Regions from separate parts of the Mus musculus genome. Here regions 2, 3 and 4 are each linked to region 1. The links are chromatin contacts, called in public Micro-C and promoter capture Hi-C maps. All regions are on one chromosome and are shown on one strand. Each heading gives the region's core, a stretch centred on a gene start, on an enhancer-like site or on the middle of the called end of the contact. The rest is flanking DNA. Distances are from core to core; before and after follow the strand shown. Region 1 holds the start of Gbx2 (gastrulation brain homeobox 2). Region 2 holds the start of 1700067G17Rik (RIKEN cDNA 1700067G17 gene). Region 3 has its middle 88 kb from the start of Gm34331. Region 4 has its middle 130 kb from the start of Gm34331.

Region 1 (2,760 bases), core at 193-2,692:
AGAGAGAGAGAGAGAGAGAGAGAGAGAGAGTCTCGCAGGAATCTGATTCTCTTGGATGAACAGAGAACCCAGTGAAGATATTTGAGTCTGGACTCTATTGGGTACATATGCAACTGAAAAAAGAAAAAAACCAGCCCAATAAGGCCTCTCTTTAAGGTTGCAACACACCAAGGACCCTCAATAATCACAGCGTGTGTGTGTGTGTGTGTGTGTGTGTGTGTGTGTGTGTGTGTGTGCCAAACACGCCACCAGATGTGTGGCCTGGAGTAGCTAGCAGGAGAGCTCTAAACGCCTCCTTTCCCCAGGATCCTGCTTGTTGCTTGGCGTTAAATGCCCCATTGGAAAGCTCCGGTGGGCATCACCGCAACTCCTCCAGCTATTCCCGCAGAGGTCGGGCGGGGGCGCGGCCTCGTCCCCCGGGTCTCGGCGGGAACCCGGAGCTGGCCCGCCCCCACTCCCTCCCGTCCCCGCGTTCCGGCTGCGCGCGCCGCCGACTCACCGAGCGACGCCTGCACCGCTTCGGCCGCAGAGAAAGCGAGCAGCGAGCCCTCCTTGGCCAAGAAGGCTTTGCCGTCTTCCGCATCCGCTTGGAGCGCCTCGGCTTTGTCGAAGTTGCCGCCTCCGGGCAGTGGCTGTGGAGCGAACTTGCGGGCAGCCGCCGCCTCTTGGTGCTGGGGCGACGCAGAGAAGCCGCCGGGCAGAGTGGCCATGAGCGTGGAGGTGAGCGCCATGCCCTGCGCCAGGCTGGAGCAGAAGCCGGTGGGCAGGCTGGGGATCTGGTGGTGAGGGTGCGCGGGCGGCAGAGCGGGCTGCAGCGCTGCCTGGGGCAGCGCGGGAGGCGGTGGCGGCGGTGGCGGCAGCACCACCGGCCGGTAGGGCATGAACATGGGGTAGCCGGTGTAGACGAAATGGCCGGGACTGGGCTGCGGCGGGCTGCCGATCAGCGAGTCTATGCTGAAGGCGGTACTACTCCCCAGCGGGCGCTGCATCATCATCAGCGACGGCGGGAACGCTGCGCTCATAGACGCGTTCGGGAGAAGCCAGGGAGAGACGAAAAGTCCCCGTGTCCCGCCGCCGCCTGGAAGCCCTCCGGACGCTGGGAGTACCACCGGGAACTCCGGGCAGGGGCTGAGCGGTGCCCAGAGCGCAGACGCCGCCGCCGCCCCTCAGTGCAGGACCCGCAGCATACCCGGCCTGCACGGGTGCAGCCACCGAGCGCGATGAGGCCGTGCGCCCGGGATGGAGAGGGCGCCGGGGACCTCGCGTTCGCCGGAACCGCTCCCGGCTGCTAGCCCGTCGGAACGCGCGCGCTTCGCGTCTGCAGGTCTCGGCCCAGCTACCAGCAGTGCGTGCGTCCGTCCGTCTGTCCGTCCTGCAGTCCGTCGTCTCCCACGGGCGGCTGGGGAGCGCGCGAAGCCGGCGCACTTGTCTCTGGCGGGCGCCGCCAGCACCTTTAAATCGCGCTCCTCTTTCTCATTCACATTTTGCCAGCTGCCCAGCGGAGCTCGTGTCACGTGGGACCGAGCACCAACTCCTATTTGCTATTCAGGGGAAGGCGGGGCGAAATTAGGGCTCCGCCCCCTTCACCCAGGCGGGCCGCAAATGGGCTACCGGCGCCACGGTTGGAGCGTGCTGGCCTGGGAGCTGGAGCCTTTGCACCGCGCGGAGCAAACTTAAGAGGGACCCTTGCTACCTACCCGACTCAGACCCTAGAGTCCCTGGCATCCCTGTGGAGGCCTCATGAGAGGCGGCTTGGAACTGGCACCCGCCACCGATGGGCCGGGAGTGTTTTACTACAGCAGAACCCTGTGTGATGCTCACCTTAACCAGGGGCGCTCTGGTTGTGCCAAGGGTCCGGGCAAGGTCTCCGGATAGCGTTTAAGGTCTTGCCTCTGCAGGTCTGCTCCCAGAGGTGCGCCTGGGCCTGTCAGCCCTTGCTCACACGACACGGAAGCTGAATGGTTGCTTGCGGCCCGCTGGTGGCAGCGGGGCGGCCGGCGGTGGTCTCCCTCATTCCTGGTTGGGCCCTCCGTGAGCGATCCCTGCTCATTTTTCATGACATTCTTAATCATCGCACCTATTTACCCACTTTGCCAGCGTACACCAAAATAACAGCCACGATAATTATGATAATAAAGCGAGTCTTTTATCTGCTCCATCTTCAGGGAGGAATGGGGGGGGGGGTTGCGACGCCTCTGGATTGTATAACGTGAGATTATCCTGATGAAAGCTTTATGATGTTTGCTCAAATAAAAGCTGCGTTTTGTAAATAGGCACTAATTAAGCACGTTGGCAACGGAGGGAGCTCTCACCCTGGCTCTGCGCAGCGCGAGGACTCCTGGGCACGCGGTTCCCCTTTGCGGACTGCTGGATGGAGCTGAGTCCCTCAAGATATTTCCCCTGTTCTCGACAATGGTAAAAAGCCGGGAATTTGGGGGTTAGGAGATTGGAGGGATTGCGGCGAAAGGAAAGTAGGCATTTCTGGTCATCTTTTCTTATGTTGAAACAAACTTTCAAATCTTGTGTTCCTTTTAAAATGGGATCCTTTCGTGGCGAAGGCAGATCCTGCCAAGCGCGTTGGGCTTCCTCGGGTCCCCCTGCCTGTTCTTCAGATTCCTTGGTCTAGACGTCCTTTCGGAACTGCTGACAGCACCAGGCCAAGGAGCAAAGGAGGGCATTGTTATATAGGTCATTAAAAAATCAGTTCACCCGGAAGAGCTCTGGCTGGGGAGTTGGCTCATGTTGGACGTGTGTTATGTA
Region 2 (2,760 bases), core at 166-2,665, 920 kb before region 1:
TGACACCTACTACACAAATGGAATCAAGTCAGAATAGAGGTGAGGCCAGGGGACCCAATGTGGTATTCAGAAAATCAGAGCCTAAATCAGAGATTAGCACGCTCTGTAGACAGAGTGGGGGACTGGGCACTGGACTAAAATTAACAGGCAGAGGAGAGCACCTGGCAGGAAGCCCCCACTCCAAGACACCTTTAGCATAGCCAAAATTACCTCAAAAACACAGAGGATCTCCCTAGCACTGCGCCTGGTCAGCCAGACAAGGTCAGACAGGCATCCCAGAAAACATGTGGAAAACACTGACCAATCAGCACCGACTGGAGGAGAAACAAGAAAAATAAGTTGAAATCTACCATAACCAGAAAACACACTAAGGATCTAGCAATAACAATAGAGGTGCTTTATTAAGAAAATATGTTTCTCCTGGCTGTGAGTTCAGGATATGATGATCTAGGGAGGGTTGTATCAGGGAATAAAATGGAAACCAGAAGAGGAGACCTGGTATGGACCTTCAGCCTATGGGCAAACACAGTTGAGTGCACACCTCATGTATATACCATATACAGACACACATAAAATCAAATTGAAAGGTTTAATTAGATTCCATATATAAAAACGAAGTGAAGGCAAAAGCTTAATTCTCAGGCACAGACAGACTCTCTGGAGGATAGGGAGGAAATAGTTAAAGGAGGGGGGTTGGAGGGGAAGACAGCAGGTAAACAGGCTATTGTATGCTCTGAAAACGCCTTCTCAGCCATCACACACCTGCTCAGGATCAGCACAGGCAGCCGTTAAACTTGGACCATTTTGGAGAGAAACACAAGGGAGCCAACTACCGTCCCCTCCCAGACCTCCAATTAAGCGTGGCATCTGCTGAGTCATGAGGTCAGAGCACTCCTCCAAGCAAAAGTGCAGACACCGCCCAAAGTACCTGCGTGCCTGGGAGCTGTGGAAACTAGGAGAGGCACGGGGCGGTTTCTGTGACCAAGCCTGGGCAGGATATAAAAACTCAGCACAGAAGCAGGTCTAACGCGCAGGCAAGGAAGCTTCTGGAAGCCGGATAGGAAAGACATTTCTCCGAGTTGCATTAAGGAAAAACCAACCCCTACCCTCACCCTTGCCCCTGTCTGTCTCTGTCTCTCTAATTTCTGACAATAAAACATTTTCTCTGATTCGACAAGTTTTCTCCCTTCTTTACAGTTCTGCCTGGCTTTCTTTTGCTATGATAAAAACCAAAACTAAAAGCAACTTGGAAGTGAAAGGGTCTGTTCCCCTTACCTCTCTGCGGTTCCCAGTTTTGCTTCTGATTTCAAAGCGGTTACTCCACCCCCAACCTGAAACTCAGTGTTCCGATGTTCCTTCTCTGTTCCTGAATAAGGAAGCCTCGTGGTGCCAAGTCTAGGTGTGGACTCTTAACTGAGGCCATTTTGTTCTAGTGACCCTGGAGGGCGAACTCCATCTTTAACTCAAAAAACATCTGTCTTTCTTCGTCTCCCTTTTGGTTTCGACCTCCTGAAGTGCACGAGGTCTCCCCCTCTCCGGGCTGCTCACACCTCTTCCCTTCCTTTCCCCTCCATCTCTTTTTCAGACCATTGGCTTCTATCTCAGTAGCGGGGATGTTTCTCAGGCTCCTGGTCTACTCAGCCAGCAGCGCTCCATTTCTTCAGCATCAGATATGGTACTCACTGCCTTCCCATGCCCACGGTCCTCAACTCCAGCTCCTTGGCGGCTTTCCCACTCAGGAACCCTCTGTGGGTTCCCTCCCCTCCTCAGCAAACACTCTTGTTTTTTGTTTTTTGTTTTTTGTTTTTTCTGAAATTGCAGGTGACTTTCTATCCCTAATTCTTAGAGGCAGCAGGCTCTGGTGGTTCACTGTCAAGAAACTAGATGGATTCTGACACATGTGATCTAAGTTCCTTCCTTTAAGTGCCTTCTGGACTCCGTGAAATTTAAAGGCAAGTAAAACAAATAAATTTTCCCAGGCCACCTCAGACATATGTATCCTGTAGAGACCAGTGAGGGAGATGGAGCCTCGCTATAGTGACCCAGGGCATCGTCTAATAGAGATTTTTTGTGCTGGATTTCTTCTCACGCCCACAGCCAGCGCTAGAACACAATAACCAAAATATCTTGATTCATCCAAAAATAATCTTCACCTCAAAAGCCATTTTTAATTGGCAGATAAAATTGTATAAATTATCATGTACTGCATGCCATTCCAAAGTATATACACATTGTGCAATGAATAATTTGGTTAATTAATGTATGTGTTGTTTTGCATAGTTAGTATTTGAAGTGAGACTATATAAACTCTTAGCATTTTCTGAGAACATAATATGTATATTAACTATTACTATACTGGTGCTGTAGCGTGTGGTAAGTCTCTTGAAGTTACTCTTTATGTCCAATCATGTTTGTCTTCCTCCACTGACACTCCCCAAAGTTCCTCCTTCAACAATCCAGTCACCGTTCTACTCTTTCTCTGTCTCTCTCTGTCTCTGTCTCTCTCTATATGTGTGTGCATGTGCGTGTGTGTGTGTGTGTGTGTGTGTATTGAACTCATATTTTTTAGATTCCACACATCACTGAGGTCATGATGTATTTGCCTTTCTTTGTCTAACCTCTTCATATACCATAATGTCAGGTTCATTTAAATTGTCTCAAATGTTAGGATTGCCTTTCTTAGGGCTGAATAGTATATTCAATTGTGTATATATGTCCTGTTTTCCTTATGCATATTGCATTGATGGACACAGGTTGGTT
Region 3 (2,760 bases), core at 162-2,661, 740 kb before region 1:
TCAGGGCTACCCACACATGGTTTCTCAGAAAGGGAAGCCACATTTCCAGCCGTCACATTGAACTAAGATTGTTTAAGGAGCTGAGACAAACCTCTGGATTAGCTTTATGTATCCAGAAAATTAAATTAACTAAAGCGTTGGCCCCCAAGGCAGCCGGAGAATCCGTTTCATTTTGTAAATCCAGATCTCCAAAAGCCAAAATGCATGCTCTGTGAATGGGGCCCCATGACTCTCTTCCAATCCCTTAAGCTTTCTAAAATCATTATGTATTATGCTGATAAAATAATTTACCCAGGGCTAGTTCACGGTGGAATGGTATCTCAGTGCACAGTCATTTTCTTAGACTAAAGTACCATTTCTCCTTAACGACAACGCAGCAGCGGAGGCAAATGTATTTGGAGTAATTCATTATCCTCCCTACAGTCCGGGAGATTTGCTCAAGGGGTCTTTGGCTCAAGGTCAGGTGACTGAGACCCGAGAATTGCAGAGGGAACCAAGTCAGCCATGAGGTAAAGCATCAAAGCAGAGCCTTGGAGATAAGGGGACAGGAAAGGGGGCTTCTTGTGTACAAAATTCCTTGGGAAGGATTTCCCGTCTTGTAAGAGCATTTATGCAGCTAGGTCTCAGCGTCACACCATGTTGAATAAATAAACCGGCCTCGGAACATCTGCTTCCTGGATTTGGAACTTATTATTGACTTAATCCCATAGTTTGGCCCAGGGGTGTTTTTTTTTTTTTTTTTTTATTAATTAAAAGCGGAAGTCCATATTTTTTTCACCATGGAATTTCCAAATCATCAAAGTACAAGACAGAAGTTTCTAGAATGGCTTTGATTCTTACCCTCCCCCTCCCCCTCCCCTCCCCCTCCCCCTCCCCCTCCCCTCCCCCAGGGCATTCAGCACTGAAAGAGACCAGAGGTCACTCAGGGGAGGAGGGATCCAGAGCCAACAGGTTGAGACTAGAAGAGAGGTGGGGGCGGCTATGGGCAAGTTCAGTTTTATAGAGGCTTAGAAGGTGAAGGTTTCTGGACGCCTTGGAGACTAGCTACTGCCTTGGCCGCTGGGGAGGAGGCTGATAAGCTGAAATCACATTCCAAGCATGCCATTCCAGAAGGAGGGTAAGAGTGCTCAGCAAAGTCAGCTTCAAAGAGGGGTCTGCATCTTATCTCAGTGAGAAATTGCTGAGACTTGAAGAACCACTAAAGGCCAGTGCCCTTACAGATTTCTCTGTCAAAATTTCTATCCGAAATGACGTCAAGATTGCACTAAGAGAACCGCAGTGACCCGCTGTGGAAAGCAGATTGCAGGGTTGGAAAGATTAAGAACACTTACTTCGCGCTCTTGGAGAGGACCCCAGCGGATTTCCACTGTGAGTCACAAACATTTCTAACCCCAGCTCAGAGGGATCTGGCGCCCTCTTCTGACCTTTGCAGGCACTGCATGCACATAGTCCACTTAATGCACTCAAATATGAATACAGGACTGGAGAGAGGGCTCAGTAGTTAAGAACATTGACTCTTCTTTCAGACAACCTAGGTTTAATTCCATCACCCACATGGCAGCTCAAAACTGCCGGAAAACTCCAGGTCCATGGGACCTGACTCCCTCTACTGGCCTCTTTGGGTACTAAGCAGGAAAGCTGTGCAAACATACAGGTGGGCAAACACACACACACACACACACACATCCTCATAAAATGAATAAACCTTAAAAGAAAATGGATGTCATGTCAGCAGACTCTAGGGTGTTCTAGAACACCCTGTGACAGCAGCCAAATGGTGTGGAGTCCCCTCCTCTAAAGGGACAAGAGAGACAAGACAGAGAGCACCTTTCCAGGTCAGATGTTCTGTGAGATACCGTATCTAGGTGACCTTGAATCCACGGCTCCATAGTGTCAACAGGTGACCACATGGCTGGGCCTCGAGAAAGTTCTGTATGAACTGCAGGTGAGCCTGGGAGAAAGATCTGCCTTCAAGCCGGGGAACCTTGGTTGGCCTTCAAAGCAAGGTTAAATCAAGAAATCTGTTCTGCCCTCAAAGATATTGCCACCTGAATTTTCCTCTCCTAGAAGACTCTAAAACACCAGATCCTCTCTGAGAGGCTACACACTTCTTCCAGGAACTCTCCAGAGCAGAGTTGAGCAGGAGGTGTCTGCGGCAGGGTTTGCCTGCAGCTAGACGTCTCTCTGCCTTTCACAGCTGATAAGGCTGGAAAATCTAATCAAGACATTTTAAGTAGCAAGAAAGGAAGGAAGTCCCAGACACTCCTACTTGGGACCTGACTCTCAGCAGCTAAGATAAGAGAGTCAACCAGTCCCACCGAGGCAGGGTCTATGGGGATCAGGGCTTCTGTTCAAGGCTGGAGCTGGGTGAAGTCGGCAAAGAAATGTACAGCAAGCATTCGCCTGAGGAAGTAGCTTATGAACAGTCTCCCAGTCAGAAAGTGATGGGGCCCCAGGGCACTGGTGGAAGCCAGAAGGGTGGATCACCTGCCAGCCAATCAGACAAGGAAGACTCTGCACTGGTGTCAGTCTGGGTCCCTCGCTGATGTGCTTGAACTGTGGGAATCCAAGTACTCGCCTCTCCCGTCCCCTCTCTGCCTGTGTTAATGACTGCTTGCTTGCCTAGGGTCATTGCTCCTCCATGAACCACCCATCTACTAGACCTTTGACGTTCTTCCCAGCTTTTCCTGCTTTTTAAAGGATACAAATCATGGGATCCCCAACACCCCAAGTAGCACACATTGTACTCATGAAACATGA
Region 4 (2,760 bases), core at 176-2,675, 700 kb before region 1:
CTGGTCTTCAGCTTGTTAGCAGCGTCAGGATGGTGCTAATATTAGTGAAGGAAGCGGCAGCAGCAATGGAGTAGATGAGCCCATCAGTGAGAATGAAAGCCAGTTAGGAAAAAAAGAAGTCAACGCTCTTCTCTTTCCAGGTTCTTTATCTGACCTGCTACCAGAAGGCTCAGCCCACATTTAGGCTGGGTCTTCCCACATCAATGAAGACAGTCAAGACAACCTTCCACAGACATGCCTATAGGCCCATCTGATATGAACAATCTCACTGAGATTCTCTCATCCACAGCGATTCTAGGTTATGTCAAATTAACAGAGCTTACCATCACAGAGATTAATGGATGGGTTACATAAACCATGCAGATACGCTGAAAAAAAAAAAAAAAGGATAATCCACATCCCAGAGGAAAAAAGAGACTTCCTCACGCTACTCAGAGTGGCTCCCACTTTAAAAACCTAGGACGGCTCATTTCCGGTTGCTGCTTGACTCGTTCATTATTTCTGACTTCCTTCTTCCCATTTCCAGTGAAGCTTTTGCTACGTGCTCACTCCCAACCACCTTCTCCTTGGCGTCCCCTGTGCTCAACTTTTTCCCTGTCCCTTCCCAGGGAATCCCCTTAGCAGAATTCTGAATGCAGTAGAAAGCCAGTGGCTCCACTTCTTGACAGACCAGCCCTAAAGTCATCTTGAAAACTGGGGACACCAGCAGCACAAGGGGGTGGCCAGGGTAAAGCATGCACACGTGGGTAAAGCTGGGATGACGGGGATGCTCCCTGCTCCCCAAACTGGGTGAGACCCAGAGACCATCCAGGTGTTGAACCATTCTGGATTGATCGCCCCCAATCTGGGTCTCTGTAGGAAACGACTGGGTCATTTCACTCGGGGCCTGACCAGGAGGTTTCTGTCTGTGTCACTTCCCGCCCTGTTCCCACATGAGGCTGCTGGAGAAGTCTGAGTAGCAAAGAGGAAGCATGGGGGTGGGTGCTGTCCGGTGTCTTCAGAGGCGTGTCTACATCCATGCGTGTCACCCTATAAGAGTGAGTGACAGAGGACGAGGAGGTGCAGATTGCTGCTGACACCTGGGACAAGTGACAGAATCTTGTCCAGCACAGACAGCAAAGAAGCAACCATCAAGGACTCAGGAAGAGAAAAAGCCATTACAGGAGTGGTGATATGAAGCAAGGGTCCGAAGCAGCCCCTTGAACACCTTTTAGTCTAGCTCAGAGGGGCACAGTATAGGGTCTAGGGCCACAGACACCCTCTGCTATGATAGTGTCCTCAAGACCAGTCATAAATCATTGGATTTTTTTTTTCCATAGTGTTTGGACACTAGATGTCACTGCAGGAAAAAAATCTGACCAGGAAACCCATGCAAGGGAGAATGCAAAGTGAATGTTTTGGCTAGCAAGGAAACAGTTGCCGTGACAACGGGCAAGCTGCTAAAGAACTTCCTCCTTTTTGAACAGCCTGTGGCCTCAGGGTGATGTTCTGGTCAGCAGCCAGGAAAGGAGAAGCTGATCCTGTGTATAGTGAGAGATGGAAGAGCAGGAGGGAAGACAGACAGGAGGGAAAAACAGAGACAGAGACGGGTTGGCTCGGTGGCTCGGAAGGCATAGGCACTTGGCCTCCAAGCTTGACGACCTCACTTTGATCCCTTGACCCTGCACAGTAGAAGAGAACCCCAACTTAGACTCTAGGACTGTGGCCTTTTCTTGTGAACCATGATATCACCTTCCCTCCCTCTCAAATAAACATTTAAAAAGTATATACATACACATACATATACATAATGCGTATGAGTGTTTTACCTGCTTGCGTGTCTGTGTATCGTATGGACTTTATGCCCATAAAGGCCAGAAGAGGTTACTAGATCTCCTGGAACCGGAGATACAGTTGTGAGTTGCCATATCGGTGCTGGAATCGAAATTGGGTTCTCTGGAAGAGTAGTGAGTGCTCTTAACCATCTCTCCAGCTCCTAAAATGCTTTATAAAGGGAGAGAGATGCACAGCAAGAGGAGAAAGACAGATAGGCAAAAAGACAGAGATGTACAGGGAGAGAGACAAAAATGGAGACATAAAATCGGGGATACAGAGGGAAGACAGAGAAAAGAAGACATAGACACCCAAGGAGAGAGACGGAGACACAAGACACAAGACAGAAACAGAAGGAGGGAGGGACGGAGGGACGGAGGGAAGAAAGCAAGAGGCAGACACAGTGAGGGGCTCTCAGGAGACACACTTTGAGCCTAAGCCCTCTTCAAAGGTGCATATCGAAGTGACTCCCCCACCCCAGTTGTTCTAATGATGATCTCTGTTGGTCAGTGTAGTGTCCACTGCAGGTAAAGACAAGGGCGTGGCCAAGGAGGCTTCGCTCACCTTCCACCGAGTTCCCAGCAGACTCAGTTCCCAGCAGACTCCTGTGTGAGTGGGATTTAAAGTTTGGCCACTGAATATTCAGAAACCTTTTTGCCAGCCACATCTTTCATGACCCCCGTGTTCATTTTCATGGCCCCATACCAAGTCATGACCTTCAGTTTAAGAATCTGTGATTCACACGAGACAACCCTCCTGCCCTTGTCACAGCTGGTTCCTGGAGAGTGTGAACTTGCACCCAGCAAGTCTATAGAGGCCAGGATGTGACTTCTCTGGGGATAGTTGTGTTTTGAGAGGAAACTTCTTATTGGAACACATAAGATATTGGTAATTAGATATCTATGAATGGGGATGGAGAATTATGAAAGTTCAGTACTTGCGCTCTAG

Evidence for each region. Promoter capture Hi-C pulls out the DNA fragments that hold promoters and counts their contacts. Hi-C and Micro-C count contacts between places; a contact is called where the count stands out from the background.
Region 2: a contact with region 1 is called in a promoter capture Hi-C map of liver, with 6 times the contacts expected there. The contact joins the promoter of 1700067G17Rik here to the promoter of Gbx2 in region 1. A contact is called at or near these places in 10 of 39 promoter capture datasets (the 3T3-L1 cell line, 3T3-L1-derived adipocytes, embryonic stem cells and 6 more).
Region 3: a Micro-C map of embryonic stem cells shows a contact between it and region 1, with 4 times the contacts expected there. The contact joins the enhancer-like site here to the promoter of Gbx2 in region 1. A contact is called at or near these places in 2 of 39 promoter capture datasets (the 3T3-L1 cell line and liver), 1 of 15 datasets of contacts at CTCF or cohesin (embryonic stem cells), 1 of 484 Hi-C or Micro-C datasets (embryonic stem cells) and 3 of 115 datasets of contacts at active chromatin or transcription factors (embryonic stem cells and extraembryonic endoderm stem cells).
Region 4: a promoter capture Hi-C map of trophoblast stem cells shows a contact between it and region 1, with 7 times the contacts expected there. The contact joins the enhancer-like site here to the promoter of Gbx2 in region 1. A contact is called at or near these places in 7 of 39 promoter capture datasets (the 3T3-L1 cell line, 3T3-L1-derived adipocytes, hippocampal neurons and 2 more), 13 of 484 Hi-C or Micro-C datasets (the AML12 cell line, the AtT-20 cell line, cerebellar granule neurons and 8 more) and 1 of 115 datasets of contacts at active chromatin or transcription factors (embryonic forebrain).

The regions. Positions count from the first base shown.
Region 1 is chr1:89,929,734-89,932,493 of GRCm38.p6, forward strand. Gbx2 (gastrulation brain homeobox 2) reads right to left here and starts at 1,443. Exons shown (of 2, transcript NM_010262.3): 1 at 500-1,443. The coding sequence starts at 1,022. It overlaps LOC102637806, which reads left to right and starts at 2,342. Exons shown (of 4, transcript XM_030244408.1): 1 at 2,342-2,415. The coding sequence starts at 2,372.
Region 2 is chr1:89,014,698-89,017,457 of GRCm38.p6, forward strand. 1700067G17Rik (RIKEN cDNA 1700067G17 gene) reads left to right here and starts at 1,416. Exons shown (of 3, transcript NR_040471.1): 1 at 1,416-1,675; 2 at 1,849-1,952. It overlaps Gm34194 (a long non-coding RNA gene), which reads right to left and starts at 1,481. Exons shown (of 9, transcript XR_003947921.1): 1 at 1,276-1,481.
Region 3 is chr1:89,190,235-89,192,994 of GRCm38.p6, forward strand. No RefSeq gene overlaps it. Among named protein-coding and RNA genes, the nearest start is that of Gm34331, 88 kb to the left of the region's middle. Within about 2 kb of position 1,412, at least 91 of the 459 cell types and tissues checked have an H3K27ac peak or open chromatin away from gene starts, as enhancers often do. A contact at or near this core is called in embryonic stem cells and extraembryonic endoderm stem cells, where this site is marked.
Region 4 is chr1:89,234,131-89,236,890 of GRCm38.p6, forward strand. No RefSeq gene overlaps it. Among named protein-coding and RNA genes, the nearest start is that of Gm34331, 130 kb to the left of the region's middle. Within about 2 kb of position 1,426, at least 85 of the 459 cell types and tissues checked have an H3K27ac peak or open chromatin away from gene starts, as enhancers often do. A contact at or near this core is called in trophoblast stem cells, where this site is marked.